Linked DNA regions of Zea mays: region 1 is linked to region 2. A link is a contact called in public Hi-C data. All regions are on one chromosome and are shown on one strand. Each heading gives the region's core, a stretch centred on a gene start, on an enhancer-like site or on the middle of the called end of the contact. The rest is flanking DNA. Distances are from core to core; before and after follow the strand shown. Region 1 holds the start of LOC103627863 (RING/U-box superfamily protein). Region 2 holds the start of LOC103627862 (transcriptional regulatory protein AlgP).

What was found. A called contact is a pair of places that touch in the nucleus more often than the background predicts.
Region 1: a Hi-C map of bundle sheath shows a contact between it and region 2, with 3 times the contacts expected there. The contact joins the promoter of LOC103627863 here to the promoter of LOC103627862 in region 2. A contact is called at or near these places in 5 of 25 Hi-C or Micro-C datasets (bundle sheath, ear, leaf and 2 more).

What each region holds. Positions count from the first base shown.
Region 1 is chr5:222,456,757-222,463,624 of Zm-B73-REFERENCE-NAM-5.0, reverse strand. It overlaps LOC103627863 (RING/U-box superfamily protein), which reads right to left and starts at 3,711. Exons shown (of 2, transcript XM_008648176.4): 1 at 2,876-3,711; 2 at 1,733-2,743. The coding sequence starts at 3,114. The coding sequence ends at 2,353.
Region 2 is chr5:222,319,049-222,325,505 of Zm-B73-REFERENCE-NAM-5.0, reverse strand. It overlaps LOC103627862 (transcriptional regulatory protein AlgP), which reads right to left and starts at 4,457. Exons shown (of 2, transcript XM_008648175.3): 1 at 3,253-4,457; 2 at 2,548-3,058. The coding sequence starts at 4,339. The coding sequence ends at 3,578.

The DNA.
Region 1 (6,868 bases), core at 2,462-4,961, 140 kb before region 2:
ATTATGTGTTTATGTTGATTTTGGATGGTTTTTGCTCAAACGAATTTTATAGAAGCTGGCTGAAAAGCTGAGCGTTTGGCAGTCCGCAGCAGCTTTTGGTGGCCAGAAGCTGCCAGAAGCCGAAACAAACATGCCCTATAATCCCCTCACTGGCCAACCGCCGAGTGCAGATGAACTGGGCCGACGAGAGTGAAAGTAGATGGGCCTAACCTGGTTTTAGCCCCTTTAAAGGGACGGCCGGTCTGAAAGTTCGCTTCTTCTCCGAGCCCAGTTTCCAGTGGGCATTTCGACTCTCTCTCTCTCTCTCTCTCTTCTTTTCTCCGGAAAAAAGAAAGAAAGCAAATTCCTAGTGTAGACGACGACGGTGGATCTTGTTTTGCAGTCAGCGGTGGCTACTGGCTAGGGCCTAGGGGTCCATCGAAGCTAGAAGAAATTGAACTCCCTGGTTGTGACCGTGGGTTACGTTTACGTACGTGCTGATTTTTCACAACCGTGACTCTGACCATCACTACTATACCTTGCTTTTGCAGTCCACTGCTACCGTGTAGGCCTCCGTACCGTATCGACGTCTACCCGTCCATTTTCTCTTCCCCCTTTTTTCTTGTTTTCTCACGCGAGTGCGTCTGCATTTTCGTTCCGTGCACAACGGCCGTGGTGGTTTCTGACGATGGGCGCACCACGGTAGGGATTATTTATTCTGACGACGATGGGCACATTTGTGATATATATGTGGTTTGAAAACCACGTCCACATTTGAATACATACATACACACACGTACGCCGCCTGTGGTGGTGGTCATTTGACTGTCTCCAGCAACGTCCCCTAAATTTCATCCTCTAAAGAAATATCCCCTGTCTCTAAAAAATTTCATCCTCTATATTTTCTTCGTCTCCAGCAACGTCCTCTAAATTTGATCCTCTATATCTACAGTAATAACCGATTGCATAAACTAGTTTCTTTATTCTCCATTTCACATAGAAACAAAATTTTAATCTATTTTTCATGAAAAACGAACGTAATTAACATTATTACAGTTTTGTGAACTTATATTAATTATGAAAACAAATATATATGCAATTATTGTGAACGTATACTAGAAACTAAAGTTCCTATTTTTTTATCACATGACATATATTTCTCAAACACCCGTCGAGCTCTTTCATTCATTTAAATAAATCTTTTTTGACCCTCATCACATGCTACAGCGAGCAGCAGCAAATCTGCAGTCTCCTCGCCGCCATGTTCCCATCGTCTCCTCGCAGCAGCTCGCCGCCATGTTCCCGCCGTCTCCTCGTAGCAGCTCTCCAGTGTCCTCGCCGCTGCCCCTCGTGCTCTACACCCCGGCAACGACCTCCCGTTCATGTCTGTGACACAGACACGACAAACTTCACAGTCGGACGGGGATAGGGCTCACCGGCGGGACCGGGCTCGCCCCGGCTGCGCGCTAGCTCGAGGTCCCCGGTGGTCGTACGTCCACGGCCTCCCTGCGAGAACGAGGGAAATCTCCGAGCGGACGCGCGAAGGAGCCGACACAGGAGATAGCGGACGCTCGTACAGTCTCTACAAATGGCGGACGAAGCTCACCCTCTATATTTTAGAGGAGCATTTAGAGTCTATTGCTGGATGGATGCAGGAGCTCACAAACCTGTAAATATAGCGTACCGGACCTTATACAGGTCCTTGTTGGAGACAGCCTAGTCTGGTAGCTAGAGTACCTTTAGTCGTACAACAAGAGGACAGACGGGATAGCTTCTTGGATAATATATCCTGGAAAGAGAATGCAGTATGTGGCTACCTGTGCAATTCTCCGCGAGTCAATACCAATACGTCATGCCGTACCACGGTACCTTCTGCTGTATTTACAACGTTCGGATTAACTGCGTGTATATGGGGGTGTTTGGTTTCTAGGGACTAATTTTTAGTCCCTACATTTTATTCCATTTTAGTTCCAAAATTGCCAAATATAGAAACTAAAACTCTATTTTAGTTTCTATATTTGATAATTTATAGACTAAAATGGAATAAAATGATGGGACTAAACATTAGTCCCTAGAAACCAAACACCCCCTATATTTACACCATTACATATCTTATTTCTATTTCAGGTATACTGCCTGATGTTTGTTATTTGACATCATGACACAGTGGGGGCGCATTACTTCTGTAGGCGGGTAAAAAAAAATGTTTAGACACGCAGTACCCTCGGCTCCCCTCCCTATTTGTCCTGGTTGCTTTAGCTCGTGGTTCTCTTCTCCCCGTCCGTGCATGGCGCGGCCTTCTCTTTGACACGAGGCACGACGCATCCCATGCGGCGCGCCGCGGGTGCAGGCCAGCAGCAGCCGATGAGGCAGCTAGACGCGGGCGTGGGCGCGGCAGACGGGGCACCGCGACGCGGCCTGGACCCAGGGCACGGCGCAGGACCAGTGGAAGCGGTGCGCGCAGGGCAGGCGCGCCACCACGTCCCCCGCGCGGAGCTCCTCCAGGCACACCGCGCACCCCGCCTCCGCTGCCGCCGGCGGCCCGCGCCGCCCGCCTGCCAGTAGCCGGCACCAGCCGAACCGGCCCCCTCCTCCTCCTCCTCCCTTCTTGTTCGGTTTCGGCGACGACACCACTTCCCGCCGCAGCAGCACGCCCGTGTCGCTGCTGCACGCTGACGAGTGGTGGCGGTGGAGGCCACCGCTGCACCTGCACGTTGCGTCGTCGTGCGCTTTGGTGATCGTGGGGCTCGTGCTCATCTCATGCCTGCACCGATGTTCATTTCAGACCAGAATATAACAACAGGATTTGTACAATATTGTCTTGACATCTTGCTGCAGAAAGTAGCATGTGTAGCATCTGCCATACTGAACAGACAAGCAGCAAAAGCAAACGCACCTCTTGAGCACCACAGGTTGTCTCTGGGCACGGAGCTTCTGATCCAGCCTCTCCTTCGCCTCCCGGGCGCCGCTGCCCAGCCCCAGCGTCGTCCACGCGCGCGCAGTCGCCGTCGCCGTCGTCTCCATGCACGCGCTGCTCCACTCCTTGGAAGAAGGTGCGTACAGGCACAAGGACGACGCCCGCCGCCGGCGCCGCGCGAACTCCACGCCGGGGAGCATCCCGGCCATGATGACCATCCGCAGAGAGAGAACAGACGTACGTACGAGTACGATGACGGCGCCAACACGCCACCTGCCCCGCGCGCGCGCACTCTACAAACTAGCTACCTAGCACCTTAGCCTGGCTGCTGCGGTTGCGTACAGCCTGCGTGCGCAACTCGGTTGGCCGGGCGCCCGGGCCCCTCCCCTCTCTGCTGTGGTAGCTAGTACAAGCGATAATTGGTGTACGTGGAAGGCCTCTTTCGTCGGGAACAGGAAGAAGGTGAAGAACACAGCCGTCTCGAGCTCCCCCGACGACGACCAGTCATCAGCGCCATGTATCGTCCCGGCCCGTTTCGGACGGGGGAGCGGCGGCGGCAGCTAGCTTCGTCCTATCTAGAGGAGGAGGTGGGAGGAGGAGGAGGAGGAGGGCTCATGCTGATGGCGTGCCAAATGTCAATGTCCAACCAACTGGCTCTGCCTCAGCCGGTGACCGGCCGGGACGTATTTATACTCGTATGAATAAAGTCACTAGTGTGATCTTTAGCATGGATTTCTCCGAAGGGTATATATCTCACTTCCTGAATCTATTAAATTTTGCATAAATTCGGTTATATTCAGTATGGTTTACATGTATATAACAGCTACTACCGCGAGTAGTGTGTGTATGCACACACACACGAAATTACTTAAACTGCTAACAGTATACGCATATTTCAAGCTCGAGCAGAAGAAAATAAATCTGATGAGATGGCAATGCTGGTCGGCACGGCAACAAAGCCGCCATCGTCATAGCGACAACTGCATGGGACAGGGGGTGACCTTTTCGGGTCATCGCGTTCCCGTTCGTGTGGCTGAATCTTGCCTGGAGTCGAGGAGGATGCGGATCCCACTGCCAAAGGCAAAACGCGCTGTGTGTGTTGGAAGCTGCGTGGACGGCAGCGTTCTCACGTGGACCAGATGTTGCCATGTCTTTTGGCATTCCTCTGTGCCTGCTGGGGCCTGCCACAAACAAACAGCCATGTCATAGTTTTTTTTGTTGTTGTAGTCAGGTTGTCACTTCGAGAGATGAGCACGAGCAGGCTGCTCGGACTCAGAGCTACACTATACCCAACAAAGTGCCGAGCCCAGGCAGCCCAAGATGACTGAAGCCCATCTTATTTTCAAAAACCTTCTGCAGTTTCGATTCATGATGAAAACAGTGGGTGGCCTGGCCTGACCCAGTCGAATACAATATCACTTTAGACAAAGGAAGCTAGCCTAGATCTCTAGAAAATCTGAGTTTGTAATCACATCACTGAACTTTGAAACAGATATAAGTATTATTTTTTGGCAGCAGAAGATCACTACAAACATATGCTAAGTACAATTATAGAGTGTTTGGTTTGAGGAATGATATAGTCCATCATCTTCTCGTTCCTCACTTTTTTGTTTGGTTTGTGGAATGGAGTTAATCCATCACCACCCCATTCCACTAAATTTGAGGAATGGACCTATGATGCACTACTTCATTTTGGATAGAGTGATTCATCAAACCAAACACCTTATTAATAAACTGTTAGATAAGTGCAGCAAACTGCAACACAGTGATTAAAAAAAATCCCTCCATATTTCGTTGGCCGGTAAATTGTATTTGTACCTTTGCGCAACACTTGCTAGCTGAAAAAATGCTCAAGTATCAAAGACAATAGTAAGAAGTTTATTATATTAAATTAAGGGACCAGAACAGAGGACCACACGAACTGCAAGAAGCAAAAGAACACATAAAAGGAGCATGCGACCAAATAAAACCACATGGAGAACAGTGGAATTCTGAAAGTGCTAACAGGGCATGGAAAGCATGCGACTAAAAACACTAATAGGCTGTTTGGTTTGATGAATGAGCTAGTCCAACATCTTTTCAGTCCTCACTTTTTTTGTTTGGTTTGTGAATGAAATAAGTTGATCCATCATCACGGCATTCCTAGTTAACACTAATATGAGGAATGAGGTCATCCCACCAAATTTGAGGAATGAACCCATGATGCAACACCACATTTTGGATGGAGTGATTCCTCAAACCAAACACCCCTAACTACTCTACAAAACTTTCATGATGGGCAACTACCAAGCTATCTGTAGCACAAACCGTGTATGGCTCAAAGGGCGCGTGCCAAACAATATTACAACAGTGGCACCATTTATGCCAAAAAATGTGTCCCTATACTATGAACTACGATGACATGGATCTTTAACACATGATACATGTAGACAACTCTCCTCAAGCCACACCAAACCATTTCATGGCAACTCTCTCCCCCCCACTCCCACTCCACACAAGCACAAGGTTCGTTCGGTCGTTCATTCGATCATTTGTCCACCTGTTCTTAGTTTGTTCGATCGTTCGTCCGATCGTTCATGATTCGTTCGTTCGTTCGTTCGTCCGATCATTCATCCGTTCGTTCGTCCAAGTAATCTTTGTTCATCCGTTATGCTGTCGAAATTCCGATCGTTCGTTCGTCCGATCATTCAATTGTTCGTCCGTTCGTTCATAATCCATATTCATCGTTCGTTCATAGTCCATATTCATCGTTCATCATTCGTTCATAGTCACTATTCATCGTTCATCATTCGTTCACGGTCACTATTCACCGTTCATCGGATCGTTCATAGTCACTATTCACCGTTCATCGAAACATTCATAGTCACTATTCATCGTTCACCGTTCGTTCATACGAGCTATTCATCGTTCGTTCATACAGACTATTCATCGTTCATCCTACTATTCATCGATCATCCGATCACCCAAATATTCAACTGCTCATCCACCATGTTGTCCAACTCACCTAAGACCTGTCAGACCAATATTTCAGTCATACAAACTCCAGCGACTGTGATTTTTCTTCCAGTAAGAACTTCCCATATGGTCACTCATACCAGATTTCTCCAAGTTGAGCACGCGTAACTTTGAGATTCGTTCGAACCAGGCTTCCAAAAAGAAAAGTGAACCATGTTTGTATGGATACGTCGTCAATTCTATAAAACCTGGCCCAAGATACCACAACCCACCCGGACCAGAATACCACAATATTCAAGCTATTTGGGTCCCGTCTTACTGTTGTCCCATGTGACACAGTAGGTAGGAATAGTTGCCACAACATAAACATCTGCCCAAGAATAGCCCACAAATAATTCTTGGCACCCTTTGATTTTTCAAATATCTCAAAATATTCAAAATATGGAATATTCCTTTTCCCTTTTCTTTTTATTCCTATGATTATAAAATCCAAAACTCCTCCATCCAAACTCAGATTCCAATAATTCTTGTTTCTAGATTCTTATCAAATTATTCCCCATCCAACTATGTCATCCCTTAAGCATGGTTCATATTGAAAGGGAAATGTGCCATTAGGCCATTTCTAAGTATTTTGGTCATTTAGTGCCCAACACAAGTGCCTAAGTGTTAAATGGTGGACAGAGTACAAATCAAGTATAAAGGTATGTTTCTCAGACTTAGTACATTGTTTTAGAGACTAATGTATTGTGTCTAAGTGCTGGAAACAGGAAAATCAAGTTGAAATTAAAGATGACTTTGTTCAGCCAAAGTCAGCTCTGTTTGGGTGCACCGGACTGTCCGGTGGTGCACCGGACAGTGTCCGGTGTGCCAGGCTGGCTCAGGCGAACTTGCTGCTCTCGAGAAGTGATTAACGGCGTACGACTATAATTCACCAGACTGTCCGGTGAGCCAACGGTCGGCCGCGCGATCCGCGCGAGACACGTGGCCGAGCCAACGGTCGGAAGGGGGCACCGGACT
Region 2 (6,457 bases), core at 3,208-5,707:
CAGGATGAAGGTGTCAGGCCACCTTTGCGTTAAATGCCCCTGCAATTTGGTCAGTCGGTGTGGCGATTTAGTCGAGGTTGCTTCTGAGCGAAGCCAAGGCCTCGGGCGAGCCGGTGATGTGTCCGCCATAAAAAGGGGGCCTCGGGCGAGACGGAAGTCTCTCGAGATCGGCTGCCCTTGGCCGATGCTAGGCTCGGGTGAAGCGTGATCGAGTCACTCGTGTGGACTGATCCCTGACTTAATCGTACCCATCAGGCCTTTGCAGCTTTATGCTGATGGGGGTTACCAGCTGAGAATTAGGCGTCTTGAGGGTACCCCTAATTATGGTCCCCGACACCTACCAAAGGGGCCCTTAATATCTTTATAGCCTCTTATTGTACCCCCTCTTACAGCAAGCATAATAATATCACATCAAATCTATGGTGATTATGGAATGGAGAGAAGGAAAACTCACTAACCACTAGAGATGGCAATGGGGATCCGAACCCCGATTCCTCGTGGGAAATTCCTTCATTAGGGAACGCAATTGAGAAGTTTCTTCCCCCGCGGGTATGTAATTGAAGAAATTCTTCCCCCGACGGGTAAACGGGGACGGAGACCGGGACAGAGAAGCATTCTCCATCCCCGTTTTCCGCGGGACCCGTTAAACTCGCAAGAGACGATATTTTCATATACTAGCCAACTAATAGTGGATTGCTTCACAAACTCGAAAACAGATTGTGAAAAAAGATTGACCAATAATTAAATGTATGGTTGTATCCCTTATACTAGAGCATGTACAACCCCATTTAAGGTCTCTTTAGGAGTCTTTAAGGGGTTAAAAAGTACCAGAGACAACTCTTCATGGTCTATACATATTATCTTTTAACTATATTTATGATTTAGAGGTTTAGAATTGTATTATACATTCTCTTAGTTGTTTATCATACATATGCTAAGGACATTATAACTTGACCTGCGGGGGGTAAGACAGCCCCCGGGCATTGTATTAAGAAGAAGACCTTCTCACACAGGTCAAGAAAACCCCCGAACCCCTGCCCCACCCATACACAGCGGCATCGAAGCCCATGTGAGAACGACCACGACCGGGGCTGAGCCTTAGACCTATGCTTTGGCGTGGGACATACGAGGGGATTTTTTAACCACAGCCTGAAATTCGCTCCCACGGGGAGTCGAACCCAGGACCTGAGGAGTGCTACTCAGACCACCTAACCAACGCTAAGGACATTATCTTTTAACTATATTTGTGATTTAGAGGTTTAGACTTATATTATACAGTCTCTTAGTTGTTTATCATACATATCAACATATGCTCTAAGAGCATCTCCAACTAGGTGTCCTATAAAAATGTGGTATAAATTAAAAATGACTATATTATATATGACAAATATTCTGCTCCATAAGTAAAATCCTAATTCTATATTATAGGGCAGCCTACTATAGTCTAGTATAATTGAAGCACTTAAGAGGGTGGCCTATATATTTTAACAAAATTTTACAAAATGCTGCACTGTTGGAATAATTTTTCTTGTGTAGAAAAATATATTTTAATTTGAGGCATTGTCGAAGATACTTTGTACAGTGCCTTAAAAAGTTATATTTTCAAATATAGGCCTCTAGACCCTAAAAAGTCCTCTAACAGTAACCCTATTTTATAAAATTCATCAAAGGATCATAGTTTTTAAAAAACTATAAAATTCATCAAACGATTATAGTGCTACATCCTTTTAAGCTACAACGATTTATTTTCTAATAACATGGTTTATTTATTTAATAGCGTTAGTTAAAGCCTAACTGTTGCAGTAAATTTTTTTCGCCGGGCCCTGAACACTTCAAATATTCTCCTGTTTTAACTATTAGGGCTTTATTTTAGAGCCTATGGTTGAGGCTCTTAGGCCTTGATCATTGGTCCAGGAATCCACCAAGGAACTGTTTTAGCTAACCAAAGCTTATATAAATTAGGTTTTAAGTTGATCAATACTTATACATAAATTATGCAAACAATCCGCTCCGGTTACCTCAGATCCGAACGGGCCGACTTGGAACCTAGAACCCAAGAAATAAAACGGTGAAAAAATAATTACCAAAAGAATGACGTCAAATTCTTTTCTCTGTCAGTTTCCCGGTTACAGGCGGCAGAAGATTTGTTTCAGTCTTCCTGAAGAGTCTCAGGCCGGCATACGGAGTCAAATTGACTCAGCAATGCACGGGAGCTTCAGCGGTCAACAACACCGGCGGTCAGAGTAATCCAAAGAAGGCTCCTAGAGTACGCACGTTCAACTGCCGCCAAGGAAGAATACTTCAGCCTTAGCGATAACCGCGGCACAGAGTTCGCCGATTCAAGTTAAATCCACGCAAAGTGTTAGGCCTTGCTCGGTTAAGGAAAACACTGAATTAAATAAAACCATACCTCACATCCAATCTGATGGTTTGATTAAATCTATCATTTAATCCATATATCTATCAGCTAGTTAGTTATTCTTTTGATCCATGAATTCTAATATAAACATGTGTCCCTAATGAGGATAGAATTCATGACTTCCATAGTTAAAAAATTCCCAAATCTTTGGTTTATAATTCATGACATCCATAGTGCATGAGCATGAACAGCAGCAGCCGCCAGCGGAGCAGCCGAACAGAAGTAAATCTAGACGAAAGACATATCCCCAGTTTCACGAAAGAGAGGCATATGAAGAAAGAGATGTTCACAATTCCTGATCAGATGCAAGAACAGACTTTCATATATCGAAATTTACGACTCACACGCGTATCACAGCTAAGCTGATATAGATACATAAAGAGAAGAACTTCACCTTGACCTACTAATAAAGACCACATAAATTTGTTCATGACTCACCTAACACAAGACTCACACAGATCAAACACCACACCAAACTTCAGATTACTGCTACGATAAACCACCCTGAATCATAATCAGGTCGTCTACATAGGAATACCTAAACCAAACAAGTATTTCAGACGCTAATTTAACCCCAACTCCTGAACCAAGCAGCCAGCAGCTAGCTAACCAATCCACCATCCTTCCTTCCTACCCAATCTTAGGGAGCGTTTGGTTCCTATGGATAGTCAGAATCTGGCTAGTAGAATCTATAGGCTCAACCAAACGTAGCAGATTTTTTACCTTGGATAATGTGCTGCCAGAGACTATCCATAAAAATCAAGCTTGAGTTGGATTTTTTTGGATTACGTGAATGATGCAGATTCTGATAATCTGGTGTAACCAAACGCGGCCTTAGTTATTCTTCTAACCTAAAGACATCAGCTTTACCACTTAAGCGAACCGAACAGCAAGCAATCAGTGGACATAACCGGAGTCCACCGCCACCAAATACAAATCCAACCACCGGAACGCCGTTGGCCAACCTTTCCTCTGAAAAAATACCGGAAGAGGTTGATCGGAACGGGATACCGGGAGATATGATCTGACCGGATCCGGAGAAGCTAGCTTTCCATCGGATCCATCCGCCCTTCAGGCGCCAACCATCCATAGGGAACAACCAGAAAAGAGAGGGGAGCAGAGACCAGGCCGAAGGGTGACTGAGAGACGGCAGCCGTGTCAGGCGAGGTCGCCGATGCGGAGGAGGCACCGAAGGCCACGAGTAGCCTCGGACTCCGCGGGAAGGAGTAAGAAGGAGGGCATGGGGAGGGAGCTGGGCTCAGGCGCTGCGGTAGAAAACGCCAGGCCCGCGTACACGGGGGCTTTGGCTGGTGATGCAGCGGGGACCGCCACCGTCTTCTTCGTCGGCACTACGGCGGGCACCGAGGCAGAAAACACCCGGCGCGCGAACACGGTCGCGTTGGCTGGAGATGCAGCGGGGGGCGACACCATCTTCTTCGTCGGCACCACGGCGGGCGCCTGCGGCCCGATCCGACCAGTGGAGCAGAGGGCGCGCTGGTCAACCGCCGCGGCTTGCGCCGCGGGGGGCGCTGCTATCACCGGCGTAGGGGCTGGCGCGGGAGCTGGAGCGGGCGGTTCCTCGCCGCGCTTCAAGATCCGGACCTCCTCCATGACAAGCCGCCGGTTGGGATTCTCCTTAACGGGGGACAGCTGCTTCCGCGCCGAAGCAGCCGGCCTAGCCACCGGCGAACGGCGTCCAGACGCTGCAGGACCCTTAACGGGCGTCGCCGTCTTCTGCGCCGCAGCAGGCTTCGGCGGCGACGTCGAGGCTATGGGCGCCGCGGCCCTTGCGGGCGGCGAAGACGCGGCCGCCGGCTTGGGGCTACGGCGCCGGCGCGGCTTCGCCGGGGACGGGGTGTACGCGTCGAGATGCAGGCGGTTGTTGAGCGCATCGTGGGATCTGAGAACCGCCGTGGCCATGGCGGCTATGGAGGATTCGCGAGGGAGGTCGCTGCCTGGCTAACCCTAAGCGTTAGGGGAGAGGAGGCGGGCGCGGAGGAGGGAGAGAAGAGGAAGCAAAGCAAATACGAGACGGAAGGGTTGCGGTGGAGCGGATTATTAAGCGATTGCGTTGCGTGCGTGGCCAGAATTCGTTTCATTATTTTTATTTTTATTTTTGTGTTTCAAATGATGGTGAAGAAAAGGAAACCGAATTTACCTGGTCGTACTGAATTTTAAATGGGGAGATTTTTTGGGCTGTGCGTGGCGGGGAGGGGAGCCGTCGGATACGAAGGGACGGCGGCCGCGGATGCCGTGCCCGACGCGGGTTCGCGGTGGGCCCCTTTCTGGCGCCGCCCGCCTTTGTTGAGCGGGGCCCGCACGCGGCCGGGTGACTCATCGGTGTGATCAGCATGGTGGCCGGCCCGATTATTCGGCACGGTGAGCGGTGAGGCTACTTTCGAGCGGCCGTGCCAACTTCAGTCCATCTCGTGGGAAAATCAAAATATCGTCTGCGGGCTATATTGATTTAAACGTATTTAATAGTCAGCAGCAGTATCAGCATTTATATTTAAACCTTCCTGCGGTAAATATCCGAACTAATAATGGTTAAGTTGTAACATGTGTCGGCTCTTTTACTGTTTTGTATTTATCATAAAAAAAACTACAGTGGTGGCAGTACTGTAATTAGTCGTAACTTCGCGCCAAAATTTGTAGCAAAGCCGAACCTGTTTTTCGAGGTCGTCGAATGAGCGAGCAAAGTTATTCAGACTCCAGAGCTATGCCAAATTAATGAATTTACAAAATAATAATAGATATTAGATAATTCTAAGAATAACAAAGTCGTTTCTTAGCTTTTAATTATATATTTATGGCATTTTATAATTTAGATTATTCATAATATTGAATAATGATTTTATATTACACATTTATATATTTATAATTATTTTTATAATATAATAAAATTTATAAGAGTGCGGCTCACGAGTTAAACCGAGCCACCTGATGAGCCAACTTCAAGCCGGATCGAAGTGACCCTTATTTTTGAACTCGTGCAATGTACGAGCCGAAGCCACCAAGCTGCACGAGTGCTCGACTCGTTTTCAGCCTTGTCCTCGCAAAAAGAAAACAAATCTTTCAACCAGAAAAAAAAATGGAAGAATTAACATGAGAGGGAGAGAGCGCACGGTCGTTGCCGTAGGAGGCGCGTAAGTGGAGGAGGTGGTGGGCCCAGCGACAGCTGTGGTGCCGTTTCCAGCGGCGGCCTGCCTGCTGGTGCCAGGCGGTTTCCCAGCAGCCGCGCAGGGCCCAGCCCCGGTCCCGGCGCGTCCGCACTTACTAATCCCCACCCACCATAATTAATTAATCCGTCCAATAATCTCCCCCAGCTCCATAATTGATGCTCTCGGCATCTCTAACTCCAAGTGTAGTAGTTGCCGTTAAATAAATAGCCGCAAGGTTAATACTTGTACTCGAATGATTTAGAATCATTTGGCAATTGGCAGCGTCGACATGAAATATTAAAAAAAAGCGCTAGTATTTTAGGATTTGTCATTTTGCTATCATCCACCCATGGCCCTGTGCCCCTCTTGGTTACCCCATAATTATGGTTTGGAACCTCTTTAGCCCTTTGTCGATATATGTGCTGCGTGGGGCCCACGCCGAGGAGAGAGAAAACAGAGCACCCTATACCTTTCCTCACCTCTGGCGAGTGGTGACCAAGCCTTGCGCTTGCTGCGGGCCCACCGATTTCCCACTACGGCCCACATGTCATGCGGGTGAAGGGAGTCGTTTAAGGTGGGCGAGGGGAGAGGTATCGGTTTCTTGGCGATTGTGTGTGTTTTAATATAGAAGAAATGTAGAAAATAAATATTAGAGCGGTTGGAGAAAAGGCTGGAGGCACGTAGGGTCTGTTTGGTTCAGCTTTTTTCTGACCAGCTTTTCTGAAAATCTGGCTGTGTAGAGAATCTGAGTATATTTACGATTATGTGTGAAGGAAGATAAAGTTGTTCATAGGGCTCAGGATCTAGAAAGTGACGGATTCCTACTATTACAACGACTTAACCGATTATGTGTTTATGTTGATTTAAGATGATTTTT